Linked DNA regions of Capsicum annuum: region 2 is linked to region 1. Evidence: chromatin contacts called from public Hi-C data. All regions are on one chromosome and are shown on one strand. The core of a region is the stretch at or near the end of the contact, and the rest is flanking DNA. Distances in the headings are between cores, read along the strand shown. Region 1 has its middle 25 kb from the start of LOC107876050. Region 2 holds the start of LOC107876052 (dormancy-associated protein homolog 4).

Region 1 (2,700 bases), core at 8-2,507:
TCATATCGTGCTTTCGGGAGGATAATCATCTTTAAGTGGTCAAACCTTTCTTTTAGGCTATTCCACAATACGAGTGGATCTTTAGTAGTAAGGTACTCAATTTTCAGAACTTCGTCAAGATGATGACCCAAGAAAATCATAACCTTAGCACGATTTTGACTAGATGTTGTATTTTCATTCTTTATGGTGTCTCCAATACTCATAGCATCTAGGTGGATTTCAGCATCCAACACTCATGAAATATAGTTCTTGCCCGAACTTTAAAGGGCAACGAACTCACACTTTGTAAGATTGTTAGCCATAAATAAAAGAAGAAAAATAATAATACCTTAGCCTTAGCCTTCAAATTTGAAACGGTAGCGTCTCGTGCTGATAACGTGTTATAAAACAATAAAGAATAGAGAAGAAGAAGAATAGAGAATAGAGAGTAATTGTTATTTCTCTTGAGGATGATTTATAATGAAGGAAACGTTCTATTTATAAGGAAAATTTGCTCCTAGTTTCACACTAAAAGACAGATACATCAAATCCTGATAGACATTAAATAGATTTTGATAGATTTTGATAGACATTCACTACAATTGATATATATCATAACACATTCCAAGTTTTCAAAAGAAATCTATTTTTATATGCAATTCGCTATAGTCATTATAAAGACAAAAAAGCTCATTTAATTTCTAATAAACAAATTGTAAGAAAAGAAACAATGAAATTAAAACTTCACAAGAGTTGAATGGATTAAACTATGATCCATTATTTCAGCCTTTTAATCCAGATCATGTTAGCCCAAGCAAATTTTAAGCCGATCCAACCATTTAAAAACTTATCCACATTTTGTGTTTACATCAAGTCAATGCATGCATATGTTTGAATTTAAAATTAATTATACTTAACCATAATTAAGTAACGTGTATTTTTTACTTGATTAAATCACTTAATTATAGTAAATAATATCAATTTGGTGTAAACACTGAATAATATGGGTAAGATTTTACCATTTATCAGTCAATCCTTTCTTGTCTTTCGGGGAGAAAGGGACCAAGTTCCTCGATCTCTCCTATCTTCTTGTTTCAATGATTGGCATATGTGGGTATTAAAAATGAGTTTTTTGCTATATGATGTCCGCATTAAAGTCGCGACTAATCTGTAATATGAGATAGGGGAGCAGCCCCACCGTTCCACCACGACCATGTTGGTAGTTTTTTACTTATTTACACAAACATAGTGTAGGTAAAGCCATATTGACAATTAATCCTTCATGAAAAAGTTTCTGAAATCTTGAAAAAAAAATCCTGGTCATCATACTAGTTAATCTGATAGTATGAATTTCTTTATGCTGTCGGTGCATATAAGTTGGAAGTCATCAGAAATTAGTGGGTACCCGGTGTATTATTATTTGGTTCGTGCGATCGAACTCACGTAGATCACAGATTCGATTGCTATTTTTGTAGATATGCTATAGTACTAATGTCCCAGCTATGAATGACTTGTGATAATACCTGGGCAGTTTTGCCAGCTGCTACATTGATGTGTTCCAAGTTATAAACATGATGTAACTAGTGATGGGCTATTCAAGTGCTGGAGGAGCCAGCAAAGAGATGAGAAAGCTCACACAAATGATATTATTATTATTGGAAAGGGTCACAATACAAAAGTATGTGAAATTCACCAAATTTGCCCACAAGTAGAAATGGTTATTCTAAGAAAAAATAAGGCATTTCGATGCACCAAACTCCCGCTATGCATGGCTCTGAAAAGGGGTTGAAACATCCTTGACCTCCTGATCACATGGTAGCAACTTTACCAGCTACTCCAACGTGATTTTATAGACTATACTAGTCAAATAGAAGCCTGTGGTAACAGAGCCAATCACGCTAATTCAATAGCTTTTGTCGAGAATATGTGTACATATATGGTCATCAAATTGACTACTAATCATCAAACTACTACTTCCTAGAATGTGAATTCAATTATTATCAAATTAACATCCAAGCTCAAAATCAAGACAACTCCAAGTCTTTTTTTTACAGATTTAATGTAGGAGGGCATCCAATAGGGACTGACCACTGGCCAGACTCTTTTGTATTTAACTGATATCCTTCTCATGGTACATATCTTACCTTTAGTTTTGATGTCCCTTAATGAATATATGTTGTATATATTTTTTGCATAGGATGTGATGATTCCTTTAGTACTTATGTATAGGATGAGAATTCTCGGATCAAATGGTTTTCTAACCCTCTATAAATTTTATTTGGTTTATGTCCTTTTTACCAAAGATCCTCATTTTTACTCACAAGCGATATTCATTTTACATCTAAAAAGATCATTTTCTTGATCTGTCTTATAAGGAGGTTTTGGTTTATATATCTCTCCTTTATTTTTTTATTTTTTTATTTTTATCCATATACATGTGGTAGGGGTCCCAAATCTCCATCACCACAGGAGGTGATCGAGGTGAAAGTCTGAGTGAATAAATTATAGGCAAAATTTCATAAATAGCAACTCCGTAGCCGTAATTATAACTTTTATAGCAACAGTTTCATAATTATGAAAAATAACAAATTATATTTGTATTTAAGTAAAATGTTGCTATATAAATACATATACAAATATATATGTTTTACTCGTCAATACATATGCACAACTGAAAAATACATATTCTTCTATTACTATGAAGTAGGTAAAATATTGCTA
Region 2 (2,700 bases), core at 70-2,569, 41 kb after region 1:
TTTTCTACTTGTATGAGGCCATTTATTTTATAGTTTGTTTGCTTAAGTTTCCATAGGTAAAAGTTTTGTTTGAATTGAAAAGGGTTTGGGGAAAACGTGATAATTTTTTGATTGTAATTGTGTATTAATTAATATTGTCAAGAGAAAAATTCACGTCGAGTTTTAACGAATATAATGTTTTGATTAGATTTATTTAATTAATCAAACATTGTTTATGTGAAGTTCTAACTGGTATGATGTTATTTTTTGTTCTTTTTACTCATCTTGATCAAGTTAGAATGCACACTTTTGTATAATTTTTTTTTTTTTGAAATATTTGTTTATGTTTCAGAATATTAGGCCTAAATTTAAATTAAGGCCTAATCAATTAATTTGTGTGAAATTTGAGCGAGATAGGTTCTTAATCTTTAGAAAATTTAAAAGTTTATTATACAGGTGAAAATTAACGATGAAGTTGGAAAGCCCTGCTACCAACCATCGTTATAATAAAATTAATATATCATTTTAAAACCGATCTAATCGGGACGGATACATTTTTAAACATGTTAGAATCTTGCTTAGACTTGGGGAAATGGGAAAGATCCATAAATGCCATAAAGGCGTGAAAAATATATCAAAACTCGTGGTAAGACCGAAAAGTACTACTATCGGTAAGCCACACATCAATACAATTTTAAATATATTCAAAAATAAATAAAAGCGGGATATTAGTAACTTTTAGACTAACAAATCCTCTATATCCAAAAGATTAATTTAAGCTAGACATAAGTCATTAAAGCGACCGTGCTAGAATCACAGGACTCGAGGGGTGCCTCACACCTTCCCCTCGGTCAACAGAATTCCTTATTTGGATTTCTAGTTAGCATACCAAAGAGAAAGAGTCATTTCCTTTTGATTGAGGATTCAATAAGGTGACTTGGAACACCCAAACTCAATTTCAAGTGGCGACTCTGTAAATAAAATAATCCCTATTCAAACGTCACTTTAATTGGAAAAACCCATTTTCTCTAAAACCAATTCTCTAGCGGGGTTGGATGTGGTAAAAATAGAGGTGTGACACCGCCTTCTACAATCTACCTCTAACTCTGCCATCCAACGCTGCGGGTGAAAATGGCCGGCTAAAAATATAAGATCCCCAATACTAACAAAATAATTCACGATTCAGGTGAGTTTCTAATTATAGAACAAAATGCCCATTCATTAATTATATTTCTAGTACTTCCACTAAAAAATTCAATGGCTTTAGACAGCCATATTAATCGGACGTCCATCAAATTCTTACTTTATTCGTTTATAAATACCCTCTATATACATTAACATCAGATTAATTAAATTAATTTGATCTACTAATAAAATTTCGTTTCATTAATAATTTACCTCTCTCTTTGTTAACTTGTAACAGTCGCATTCTGGTGGTGTTCCCGTCCCGCCTAACATACTTACCTTCCTATATTTTCAAACATTTCGCATCACCTCATATACGGTTGTTACAAAATAAAAACTGTATAAACTACCAAAAAAAAAAACAAAAAAAAAAATAAATTAAATTAAATTGCTCTAGATATCATTGGATTACTATTATTATTCTTATTAAGTTATGGGTTTTCTTCACAAGCTGTGGGATGATACACTTGCTGGTCCGACTCCGGAATCGGGTTTAGGTAAACTACGTAAATATAACTCATTTTCTGGACGTTCTTCATGCAGTGCTCCTTCGTCCCCCACGACGAACCGTGGCCTCCACCACCAGCACCAGCACCAGCATGGCCCTGGTGGTGGTGCGGCTACCGATGATGTGATGCCTGTTTCAAGGAGCATTACGATTCTACGCAGCAACTCGATGTCTGTTCGATCTGGGAATACTACGCCAGATTATGGATCTGCTCAATCTTCTCCAGCTTTTTCTAGCGCTTGTACTTCTCCATTTTCACGTTAGTATTTATTCTTCATTTAAAAAATTAATATTCTTTCCTTATTATTCTGTTTCTACTAGGTAAAAATACATAAAGTAGCATACCTAAGTATTAAATTATAAAAAATAACAACACTTTTATCAAATTACATTTTGTAGCATGTGTATTTGTATTTTTGTAGCAACAGTTTTGCAAAAATACAAAATACATATGATCATAAGGGTAGTGAAAATCATATGTATTTGTATTTTTGTAGCAACAGTTTGGAAAAATACAAAATACAACTTGCTATATTATGTAATTATTAAACTGTTACTATGAAACTTATCATTAAGGAGATAGGTATGCTATTTCTGAATTTTACCCCTACTACTATGCCAAATATTTTAATTTTATTTACCCTTTCGCTATATTCTGCATATATACTCATTTGTTAGCGGATCGTCATATATTTGTTCCACGATTCTAAGTTATTCAAGTTTTTTGACACGTAAAACTCACCAATTCATGCCTATTTGAATTTTATTATATTTTGATGATAAATGTGAGATAATTCGTTAATAACAAGAGTAGTATGAGCTAATTCTATTACATTGTTAGATAAATTAGTGTGAATTTTCTGTTTATCTAGTTGGATTGTCAAAGATGCGTCTGCATCTTTTAACTCCTTAAAGTTCGTTTTTGCATTAATAAAATAAAATTGTCGGTAAAAAAAAAAAAAGTATTATGAATGACTCTGGTATGAAATATCTTAATTTTATCTTTCGCCATACTTTGTGTATTCACT

Evidence for each region. A called contact is a pair of places that touch in the nucleus more often than the background predicts.
Region 2: a contact with region 1 is called in a Hi-C map of leaf, with 1.6 times the contacts expected there. The contact joins the promoter of LOC107876052 here to the enhancer-like site in region 1. A contact is called at or near these places in 2 of 5 Hi-C or Micro-C datasets (leaf and placenta).

What each region holds. Positions count from the first base shown.
Region 1 is chr6:197,588,189-197,590,888 of UCD10Xv1.1, forward strand. No RefSeq gene overlaps it. Among protein-coding and RNA genes, the nearest start is that of LOC107876050, 25 kb to the left of the region's middle. Within about 2 kb of position 1,258, at least 4 of the 5 cell types and tissues checked have an H3K27ac peak or open chromatin away from gene starts, as enhancers often do. A contact at or near this core is called in leaf, where this site is marked.
Region 2 is chr6:197,629,460-197,632,159 of UCD10Xv1.1, forward strand. LOC107876052 (dormancy-associated protein homolog 4) reads left to right here and starts at 1,320. Exons shown (of 3, transcript XM_016723030.2): 1 at 1,320-1,931. The coding sequence starts at 1,598.